Regions from separate parts of the Mus musculus genome. Here region 1 is linked to region 2. The links are chromatin contacts, called in public Micro-C maps. All regions are on one chromosome and are shown on one strand. Each heading gives the region's core, a stretch centred on a gene start, on an enhancer-like site or on the middle of the called end of the contact. The rest is flanking DNA. Distances are from core to core; before and after follow the strand shown.

What was found. A called contact is a pair of places that touch in the nucleus more often than the background predicts.
Region 1: a contact with region 2 is called in a Micro-C map of the G1E-ER4 cell line, with 3 times the contacts expected there. The contact joins two enhancer-like sites. A contact is called at or near these places in 2 of 15 datasets of contacts at CTCF or cohesin (CD8 T cells and pro-B cells), 23 of 484 Hi-C or Micro-C datasets (3T3-L1-derived adipocytes, B cells, the C2C12 cell line and 16 more), 8 of 115 datasets of contacts at active chromatin or transcription factors (the 230-238 cell line, CD8 T cells, the SCID.adh cell line and 5 more) and 1 of 9 other capture datasets (embryonic stem cells).

The regions. Positions count from the first base shown.
Region 1 is chr10:95,063,969-95,069,536 of GRCm38.p6, forward strand. No RefSeq gene overlaps it. Among named protein-coding and RNA genes, the nearest start is that of Gm29684, 79 kb to the right of the region's middle. Within about 2 kb of position 3,958, at least 7 of the 459 cell types and tissues checked have an H3K27ac peak or open chromatin away from gene starts, as enhancers often do. A contact at or near this core is called in the G1E-ER4 cell line and the SCID.adh cell line, where this site is marked.
Region 2 is chr10:94,986,697-94,992,898 of GRCm38.p6, forward strand. No RefSeq gene overlaps it. Among named protein-coding and RNA genes, the nearest start is that of Gm40744, 28 kb to the left of the region's middle. Within about 2 kb of position 4,710, at least 149 of the 459 cell types and tissues checked have an H3K27ac peak or open chromatin away from gene starts, as enhancers often do. A contact at or near this core is called in the G1E-ER4 cell line and the SCID.adh cell line, where this site is marked.

The sequences.
Region 1 (5,568 bases), core at 2,708-5,207, 77 kb after region 2:
TATTAATCATCTACATTTATTCATCTACATTTCTAATAACCAGATGAAACATGTAATTAAGTGATAATCTTTACATATTATGCAAAATGAAAACTTGTGAAAATGGTTAATCATTTATCTTGTAATCTCTACTGCAATTTCTTAAATCATGTATACACTGAGACAGACTCAAAAACACACAAGCATAGCATCATCCCCAAAACATTTAATAGTGCTAAATATTCAAAGTGTTATCTAGTCTCAAAGGAGAGTGATAAAAACATTACATAGTATGAACCACCAAGAAATCATTTACAAAGGTTGCATTTTGTGTTAAAAAAAAAAAAAAAGCTTTAAAACCCTTTGTCCCTGTTAGCTTTGTCAACTTGACATAGCCTGGACTGGTCTGAGAAGTTTCAGTTGATAGATGTTCTAGTACTGTGGAAGGCTGTTTTGACTGCCTCAATTGATATGGGAGGGTCCTTTCCACTATGGGTGACGCCATTCCCTAGGCAGATAGTCTTGGGTAGCATAAGAAAGCTAGCTGAGCACAAGCCGGTGAATGAGCCGAAAAGCAACATTTCTCTGTGGATTCAGCCTCCAGTGTGCTGTTTGAATTCATACTCTGACTTCCTCCTATGATGGACTATTGACTAAGAGTGCAAGTCAGATGCATCCTTTCGTCCCCTATGGAGAAGAATAAAATTGGTCTCCTGAAGATAGGATATAAAGTTAGTGTTAGCTTCAAAAATAAATTCCTGGTGGATTGAAACTTGAAAGTAAAATTAATTATTTTAGGGAAAAAATGGAGCATTGTATTTATAGCTAGGTGTTGAGGAAACGGTATTTGTAGAGGAAGGTTGAGGTGGTGAGTCATGCCCTCTACTGAGCTTGTGCACAGACTAGACATGTGTCTAGAAATCTAGACGTTTGTTACGACGATACCTTCTCGTCCACAGTTAAGATCCAAGGAGTTTTCAGAATAACCGCATCAATCGTAACCCCATTGCATGAGAAGCTGTGGTGACCTTGAAGTCACAGTTGTACCTAAATATGTTTTATCCTTGAAACTCAGAAGTCTGGCTGGTTGTCAGCTTAATCAAGCCCCCAACATGCTCAAGTAGAGTTGAGAAAAGGCAAAGTGATGATTTTTCACAGAAGTACGGTCTACTGGCATCACCAAATGCTTGGGCAGCTGTGGAGTTCTGAGCCCTGAGAGAATAAAGAACTGCATGCCCTTGAGATTAGGCCAAGGAGCTCGTGAGACATACTATAGAGGGGCCACATTATATTCACTAGCATTGTGCAAATCTCCACAACTGCATAAATGCCCTAGCTAGAGGCCTGTGTTCATTAATAAGGTCCACAAGCAACTACCAGCCAGTGCTCTGTATGTGAGAATCTAACTGTCTTGGCTTGGCCTACCTAAAGTCCTTCTTAGCTCCAGAACCAGCCATTTTGGATTCAGCTGGAGCCAAAAACAAAAACAAACACCCCCCCCTAAAAAAAAAAACAAAAAAAACAAAAAACAAAAACCCAAGCAGAGCAAAGGTCATGGTAAGAGCTAACCACTTGTTCTTTTCTGGTGCTGTTGGGTTCATGTTTTTGTTATTTATTTATATTCATTTATTCACATATGGAGGAGGTGGTATGAGTGTGAACATGCACAATACATGTATATGCTATAGCATGTATGTGGAAATCAGAGGATAATTTGGGGGATCTGGGGACTGAACACAGGTCTTGAAGTTTTGTGGCAAGTGCCTTTATCTACTGAGCCATCTCCTTGGCCCAGAAGACATGTTTTTAATTAATAGAAGAATATATGTACCATGTATATTACACATCTATATACATAAAATTCTTAGGCATTATAGAGAGCTCAAGAGATACCAAATATAAAGTCCCAAGGCAAACAAGTTGGAGAAAATCCTTTAAATTCAAATGATGGATTCAAGTTCATATCTATAATTTAAGAACAGCTCTTTTACAATTTAAAAAGATAAGAATAGTCAAAACTGATAGCAAAATGGGTTGGAGATAGGAAAAGGCAATTGCCAGAAAAGCAAGTAAGATAAAATGTTCAGGTTCCCCTAATGGGCAGAGAGATGGAAATTAAAATGACTATGACGATCCCCATCTCAGGGGCAAGCATAAAAATGTAATAGCACCTAATGCTATCAGGGATGGGATTCGGGGCAAGGGCGCTCTCATCTATCACCGGCAGACACATGTAAAAGGGATTTATGGCCTCTGTTAAAAATTTACACGCACATGCAATTCTATGCAGAGTTCCACTCCAGGGACCATAAACTATAGAAATTAACAACCCCTAGTGTGCAAGTATCTATGTACAAGGATGATCACTGCAACCTTAGTATTTCAGTATTAATAACTGAAAGTTGATGGGAAACCAAATCCATTAATAAAAGAATACCTGGATGAAGTATGACAATCCTTAGGATGGAACACCACATAGGAGTTAAAAATTAATAACCTATACTAGTTGACCTGGAGGGGTGTCTGCCATATATTGTGAAAACACCGAGAATTATATATCACCGGCATCTTTAAAAACATGTCCTTCGGGGATATTTTCCCTTCAGAAACCCTCCCATTCTCATGAGTTTCTTCTTTATTTTCCTTCATTAAGTTACATCTACTCTGCTTAAAACAAAATGAGTATGTCCTTGTACATCACATGTGTGCATGCACATATATAGAATACACATATGTTATCATGCTTATCTATATACAATCCATAGTTACATACATGAAAGGATGCTCACTTACTTTTTCACGGGACTAACTTCCCCTCCCCACTTAATATATCAGCTTTCTGCAATGAACACGCTCAGTTGGTATCAGGAGCATCTTAGATACCATAACAGAACAGCACACACTGACTAACTTATAAACAAAAGACGTTTATTTCTTACGATTCTGAAGACCAGGAAGTCCAAGGTTAAGGTTACATAGAGACTACTTAGATAAGGATCTATACACTTGTTTGTGGGCAGGCAACTATCTTTTCTGCCTCTCCTGTCTGCTTTTATCTGTGTTTTCTCAGGGTGTAGAGGGAGAGTAAAAGTTTTGAGATCTGTTTTATAAAGCTTCTAATCCCAATTAGGAAGCTCTACCTTCCTGACTAAAGGCTTCGCCTCTAGAAAAAATAAAGCTCAGATCACAGCAAGAAACAAGCAACAGAGCGCTCTTCACTGTCGGGAAGGAGACATTGGGAGAGAAGATTAAAACCTCAAGCCTAAGCAGGGATATCTCAGCTTTGCTCAAAAGATCACAAGAACCTGTTGAAATGTAAAGGTCTAAAATTAGACTTTGGCTAATATATTATAACCCACCACGAAAATACCAGCAAGTAGCTATTTACAATGATAGAGTACGCTTATGGATGTGTGACATTCATGCATTATTAAGAGGAAACAAAACTAAAGAATCTATAATATACTATTTGGAAGGAAAATATATTTTATGACTGCATGACTACTTATATGTGCATATGAAAATTATATTTATGCAATTAATTTATAAGCATTTTGAAAACGATATACCAGCATATATTAATATATTAGAGATGTTTCTTTTTCTATTCTTTTTTCTTTGAAACAGGGTCTCACTATGTAGTCTTGGCTGTCTTGGAACTACCTATGAAGACCAGGCCTGGCTTCTAACTCATCATGATCCACCTGCTTCCATGATGAGAGGATTAAAGAGATATACCACTACACTGGCTGGGATAGGTTTTGGTAGCAAATTTACAGGTGGTTTTATTTTCTTGTCTCTATTTCTGCCCCCCCCCCCGTCTTGTACCTGTGACTTATGTGAATAAAGGAAGGTCTGGGCTTTTCTTTTCTTTCCCATGACCCTTCCCTACTGTTAGCTGGCCATTCTTCAATCCTGAGGGTGGAGAGGAATCAGTCACAAAAGAGAACAACTATTGGGAGACCCTTCAAACTCCTGATTCTTCTCCCCAGAAATCCTGGACTGCCCCAGAATTGAGCTCCATTAGAGGACACCGAGTTGATCCCCTCGTCTCCTTTTTATCGTGCTCAACGTAAAAGCCAAACTTGGAAAAGGCAGCGTCATCTTTATTAGCTCCAACCATAGCTGCACGCCATTAAGATTCCATGCTTGTTCCCCATCACCGTTTCCTCTGAGCCTTAATGAACTGATAGAATCACTCCTGTAGGGACTTGCTTACGCACGAGAGGAGAAAGACCAGCTGCTGCCTTCAAACCCTCAAGTGTGCTTTCCAAAAGTCTCATCTGACCACAGCGGCCTCTTCATAAAGCAGGGAAGCTGCCCACCCTCCACACAGGCTCCCCCCAGTGTTATAAGCCCTGAAGGGGCTCACAAAGGAGGATTTCTAGATGCTTTTGAGAAATGGCTGCATAGGAACCAAGCCTCCTCCCGGCTCCTCTCTAGGGGACAGAGCCTTAGGCTGAGGCTGGCTAGACCCCAGGCTGATTTTTCTTTCTACCTCCTGCTGAGCTCTTCCTGGTTTCCTAGTAATATTTAAGAAGTACAACTTTTATGTCTAAATTCACTTGGTAGTTAGGTTCATATAAGTGCAGAAAAAATTTAATGTTCATGTCAAAACCCATTTTCCTTAAAGAACAAGGTTATGTTCTTAACAGCGTTTTATTAGCTGGAGTCTCATGTAGCTTAGACTGGCTTCATACTTACTAGAGAGCTGAGGGTAACCTGGAACTTTTGATTTTCCTGCCTCGACCTCTCTATTGCTAGGCATGAACCCCCATGCCAGGCCTGCTTAACTTTATTTTATTTTATTTTTCAAGGACATGGTTTGGTTGCATATGCAGCCCAGGGTAACTTCAAATCTGATAACCTCTTTTTCTTTTTTAAAAATGTATTTATTTTATGTATGAGTACACTGTCGCTGTCTTCAGACACACCAGAAGAGGGCATCGGACCCCATTACAGATGGTTGTGAGCCACCATGTGGTTGCTGGGAATTGAACTCAGGACCTCTGGAAGAGCAGTCAGTGTCCATAACCAATGAGCCATCTCTCCAGCCCCTAATATCCTCTTTTCTTAGCCTCTTAGACCCATACCCCATGCTCATGTTTTCTTCCTTTCTTTTCTCCCCCTTCCCTTTGGTATGTGTGCACTTCTTTTACAGGGCTTCGGATTGAACCCATCAAGTCACAACCTCACACTGGCCAAATACTTAATCATAGAGTTAAAATCCCAGACTCTAGAGAATTCTGTGGGTGAAGTCTTCGTCACAATCGGCAGTGCCCAGTTTTAGCACTTTCTTTAATCTTGAGAGAATTTTAATGAATTATTTCAAATCTGCTGATGGCTTGGTTTGGTGTTTTTGACTTTTGGAGACAAGTCTCACAGTGCAGCTCAGGCTAGCATCAAACTCTTTATCCCGTTTGAGCCTCAAGGTTGGGGCTTATAGACTTGCCTTATCACATCCAGTCTTGATCCCAGCCCATCATTCGACATTTGTAAAGCAAGCTGACTTCCACTTTACCATGGTGGTGAGCTTTGATTTCTCTTTCTTCTGGGAGCATCCACATACTATTTATCAGTGAGTTCCAG
Region 2 (6,202 bases), core at 3,460-5,959:
TTTATAGAACGCCATGTTAACCCTGGCCGGCTCCTTTTCCCCGTCCCTTGATTCTTTCTCTGAATTTCAATGAATTTTTCATCAGCTTATTAATTAGTACAGATCTTGAATTGCACTTTGTAATTAAGGTCTTGTGTGTTCCCCCAGCTCTCACATTTGAGCTAAATGTTAATTTTTCAAAGGGAAAAATTAGGAATTTGACAACTGCCTTCCTTCCTGGCAATAGAATATACGTGCTGCCTGTCAAAAAAGATCGAGTGCCTGGATTTCTCGATAGAGAGTGATAGATTATCCCTCATGCAATTGAACACTCATTCGCCCAATATCACACTCAACTGCTGACAGCAGTTCCTCGAGGAAGCCATTTGTGAGGCACACTTAGTAGTCTAGTCACTCAACCTGGACTCAAACTCTCTGACTTGCCAGAAGTCTGGGTAACTTGTTGTCTCTTGGTTCTGGTTTTACTCCAACTTCTAGCAATTCCAGAGTCGTCCAAAGACATAAAGCTATGCTTCGAGGGTTCACTTTTCCTACGGCAGTTCTGAGGGCCAACCTCAGCTGTCAAGTTGACAGCTTCTGGAATCAGCTAAAACCCAAGATGTTGGGCACTCTGGTGAGGAATTTTCTTGATTATCAGAAGGAGGAAGACCCAGCCTTCTGGTGACAGCCCAGACCAAAGGATGTGGAAAAAGGAAAAGGGTTCGTGCCTGCTTGCCCTCAGGCTGGCTGACAAGTTCATCTATCCTGTTGCTGTCCAACTATTAAAACTCCTGCTATTAAAACTAATGTCACTGGCATTCTAACTTAGACCTAAGGCTCTCCAGGACTCCTCCAGTCCTCTAGAGGAGCACCGGACTAGGGTTATTGAGGTACCCAGCTTCAAAGACATAACTACAAGGTACTTGGCCTCTCCAGTGTGAGACAGACTTGTTGGACTACCAGTCCACATTTTACACACACACACACACACACACACACACACACACACACACACACACACACACGCTCAGTTCTGTTTCTTCAGAGGACCCTGCCTGTTGCAATAGTAATGCCGGTTCCACCCTACACTCTCAGGAACTGATTGTCTGTGAAGCTCCGGTGTTCATGAACACCGTGTGGGCAGGATTATGTATTAGCTCTTCAGAGACAGTTATTAGCAAACATCCTTAGAAGAGAACGGATAGGGGTCACTGCCTAGTATGAAGAACAGGGGCTGCCCACACTCAGGATTTCCTCTTATAAAAGCCCATGTTTTTGTATCACTCCATGGTGCTTCAGGTCGGGGATAAACACAGGCACGGACACAGGCTGCTGCTGCGGATGGCGAGTGACCATGTATTCGGCACTTGATGCCATGTTCTCCACCAGTGCCTATGAAAAGGGCAGCTAGACTGGTGCATTCCCACGCAGAATATGTTGTTGGCCCTTAGGCTGGTTTTGTTTGTTGGTTTTTTTGTCATATACCCAGCACTGTCTCTCTTTCTCCCTCTCCTTCTCTTCCTCCCTTTCTCCCTTTGTCTATGTGTGTGTGTGTATGTATATATGTGTGTGTGTGATGTTCAGTGTGGCATGTGGTGTCTGTGTGTGTGTATGGTATAGTGTGTGTCTGATGTTCAGTATGGCATGTGGTGTCTGTGTGTGTATATGGTATAGTGTGTGTATGGTGTAGTGTGTGTATGTATGTGTATATGTATGTGTATATGTGTGTGGTGTGGTGTGTATATATATGTGTGTGTGTGGTGTGTGTATGTGTGTGTGGTGTATATGTTTGTATGTGGTATGGTGTGCAGCGTGGCATGTGGTGTGTGTGTGTGTGTGGTGTGTATGTGTGTGTATATGTGTGTGCATTCACATATACATCTTCATAACCCTTATGAGATAGGTAGGTATCACTATTATTCCTGTCTTGCATGAGGAGAGGAACAACACAGAGACCTTACGTGAGTGGTGTCCAAGCCAGGGTTTGGAACTAGGCGGTGTGGTTCCAGCATTTCAGCTCTGAATCCTTTCCTCTTTGAGCAGAGGGGCCGTGCTTGCCTTAGCTACTGAATTTCACTTTAGAAATTAAGTTCTGCTCTCTGTGTCTAGGCATCAGCTGAACAGATGTGTGGGGCAATGGTGTCCATTCCAAAGTTCCAGAAAGTTCTCATACATTCACCTTACATACATCTACAGAGAAGAAAGCTCGGTGGTAGCTGCCTGGACATGGTCTCGGGGGTAAAGCTCCATGTGTCTGATGATCCACACCCATCCATCATGAGGACAACCATGCTGGAGGGGTGAGGACCCAGGGAGAGGGACTAAGAGAAGACAGTGGCAGGTGGCCTCGTGGATCATAGTCAAGGCCTTCAGCTTGTTTTGTGTGAGATTTCTAGGGGGTTCTGGCCGATCTGCCGTTGTCTGACTTATAAAATACAAACACTCTTCAGGCCCGCTGCCATGTGTTAGCCCTCACTGTGAACCACCACTGAGGGGGCTCTCCCAGGGAGTGGCCCTGGGGAAGTCTGGCTATTGTTTCCACTGAATGGATGAGCTCTTGGAGTAGAGAGTGCTAAAGTAGCTTTCCCCAGAGCATACAGTTGGTCCTCACAGAATTTGTGCTCTTTCACCCTAGCTAGGACTTCTGCAACTCAGTGTCCTTTGGCCAGCCAGCACTCATGTCCCCAGAGAGAAGGTCCCCTGCCCAGTTGTCGTTTTTTACCTCCTGAACTCTGTGGCACACTTTGGAGCATAACTGCACACTTGGCCTGGCAACCAGGTAACCATTCTTTCCTTAGAGCCTTATGCTTCTTGCCCTATGCAGTTCAAGGTTAGCAGGTTCTTGGCGGCCTGCCACAGCCGTGTTTATGGATGGTGTGTCTAGGTTCACATCAACGGAATTGGTGCAGGGTGAGGGTGTACCCATTTCTAGCTTCTACCCTGTTTTCCCTTTTCGCTTCTGAAGCCAAAGAGCACAACCCATCTCTTGCTTCCTGTCCATTCCCAAGCCATAGTCTGTGAGTGCTGCAGACCTTGCCATTGATGGAGCAGCTCCCAGACTTTGTCCCTTTGGAATCTTCCAAGGCCAGGGACACTGGTGACCAGTGTCTCCCTTGGCCCATGTCCCACTCAGCACCTTTCCTGTCTTCCTGATGGCTTGTTCTCAGTTCCAGAGAGGCCCACACCTCCGCCCACATGTTTTCAGTTCTGTTCTCCACACCTATGACATCATGTGCTCACGCACATTGTAATTCCGGTCCCAGTATGGTTCCTGAATTCGAGTGTTTCTGCCTATATGGTGTTCCAGCTGCACGCCCACAAGATTCCTGGACTCTCACAACCCAACAACACCACTCATTATCCCCATCCCCACCCACCTCTCAGAATGATCCCAGCACATTCTCTGGTGACCTGTTCACCCCTTTAGACGGTGCGGTGCTCCCTCAAAGCCTGTCATGTGCACACCCTGCCCTTACTGCCTTTTCTGTATTCTACCAGCTGCTTACTGATGTATAACTACTGCAATGGTGCAGTTACACCCTCTCGTTCTGGAAGCTCTTTGTGAGTTCAGGTCCTTGGGCCTTACTTATAGAGTCTGATTTAGTAAGAACAAAGGTAGGGTCAGGGATATATAGTCTTAGATGCCCCCTATCCCAGTAAACAAAACAAAACAAAACAAAACAAAAAACCAACCCATGACCAAGGCCTCTCAGCCCAGTGCTTTGTCTGTGGATTAAGAGCTACAACTAGAGTTGCCTAACATCTTCTGACCACTTGATAGTTCCTGAGCTGTATCGAGCCCTGTCTATGCAGGCACACCACTAACTCTAGGTTTAAACCACTGACGACTCCATTTTACGCTGTGAACACAGGGGTACAGGGAGCCATCAGTCTGTCCAAGGACACTGTGCCTCCCATCCAAAGCCTGTTCTCAATGCTACGTTTTCCTTTGTCGTCTGCCTGCATGGTCCTGCTGGCCAGATGGCTTTTGTTCTCCAAGTGGCCAACCCCCTCCATTTTTCTGTGGCTTCTGAACACATTGCATAGCTATCAGCTTAAATCCCCTCCAATTGGTTAATCATAGTTTTATAGACCAGCACAGACAGCCTGAGTCCTCTCTCTGTGGTGTTGCAAAGCTAAACTCAGGCGTCAGCTGGGACTTGGTTTTTCGCAAAGCAAGCTTTGGCTTCTCTCCCAGCGCCCTGGCCACTGTCAGAACTCACTTTCTCACAGTTTGGCTCTCAGCTCTCTCCCGGCTAGCCAAATTCCTAATGAACAACCAATCAGAGAAAACTCCACAAGAGTCCTTTTGAGTCTCCAATCTCTTCTGCCAGGAACATTCCAGTCCCTTTAAAGTGTTCAGCTGATTGGGCGAGGCCTGCCTTGGACAAGCTTTAGATTTTTAAGATTGGCAGACCCGGGGATCTTAACCACACCCACAGATTCTCTTCCCAGCAGCCCTCAAGTTCATTGTTTGAACAACGGAGTGGAAGGATGTGTACATTGTGGGCTGTCAATCCACTTTTATTCTGTCACGCTACTTGACCTCCAGGACCCAGCTCAAGTGGTGACTGCTCTCCTCCATCCACAAATCACACACACACACTCCATTTTTCCAGTGGACTATGGTGTTTTTTAAATAAAACACTCCCCCAAACCCGGGTCCATTTTCTGCACCAACCTAGGCTGTTTCTAGAGAGCAGGAGCCTAGACTGGGACATCTGTGTTCCCAGTACCTAGGAGAGCGTCTAGCTTAACACATTCGCTGCTAGAACGATGTGCCAGTTGAGCAAGCTCTCCAGATAAGAGCGTTTCTTTCGGAATCACGTAGGACAATGCTTGCGGGGAAGTGCTAGAAACCTTCAGCGAGGCTGTCTTTGATTCCCCAGGTCTTTGAAGGCAAAGATGAGCTCCAGTTTACTTAAAGCTCCTCTGAGCAGAAGCCTCGGCAACGGTGAGGCGGGTGGACCACTAGGTGTCACTCAAGATTCAATAAAGAGACGCAGGTCCTTAGAAAGCCATTTCTACCTTCCCTGGGGGAGGAAAGTGCTTAGGTGGTCCCCAGCCATTGTTTCTGTTGGTTCACGATCCCTCATTAGCCGCTGTTCTCTCTCTGCGGACGGACGCATTCTGGGTCTAAAATAGGACACCAGGCAGGCACCACGAGAGTTGGAACCTCCCGACTGTCGAATACAGCCTCGCAGTTTTATAGACAGGCAACTGACGTGTGTGTGTGTGTGTGTGTGTGTGTGTGTGTGTGTGTGTGTGTGTGTGGCTTTAGGGTGTGTCTGAGTTCCCTCCTACTCAAAAGTGTCTGAGATCTTTCTCAGGACCAAGACCCCTAGCTCCGGAGCTCTAGAGCCCAAGATGAGGAAGGTAATAGGGAACAAAAAAAGTAATAATCGGCCGTCTTTTTCTTAGAAACGAAGGCCTCAGGAGTGGGGGGACACTGTCTCCTTGGGATCAAGGACTGCAATTAGCCACCGGGCTGAAGGGAAGGGGCTAAGAGAGGGCTTGTGAGGAACAGCTCCTTGGCTTGATCTCTGGTTGAGGTTTTTTTTGTTTTTTGTTTTAAATGGCCCTCTAGAAGTGAAATCTAGGCATAGGGCTCACCAACTGCCAGGTTGTATTTTTCTTCACCCTCGGCAGAGGGCGCCCTTCCCCCGTCTCAGCTCCCTGCTGGGCCAAGGCCTGAGGCCAGCCCGAATCTTTACCCAGCCGTCTTGTGAAGCACCAGGGGCCAGCTGGCTCATTACACTGAGATAATTCCGGACACACTTATGTTTGACCTTGGACGCGGTCTTGAGATGTTCTACCCCTTTGGCCCCTGTGGTTCTAGGGCACATTGCTATCTTAAGTGAATATTGATTTGCCTTTCTTGGTGCTCCTGGGAAATGAGAGGTTACCCCACTGAGAAACCAGTTAAAGAAAGCTTGTTCGGAATGGAGAGTCCTGCCGGGCTTCATACACACACACACACACACACACACACACACACACACAGAGAGAGAGAGAGAGAGAGAGAGAGAGAGAGAGAGAGAGAGAGAGAGAGAGAGAGAGAGAGAAAATCTAATCTATCAATGCAATACATTCTTTTAAAATCTGGGAGCCTCCGGCCCCTCCCCCATTTGATTTGCTCGTTCTTCTTTGCATGAAAAAAAGTCATTCATTCATTCATTTAGTTTTACAACATGTGTTTTTATTAGGCACATTCTGGATGCCA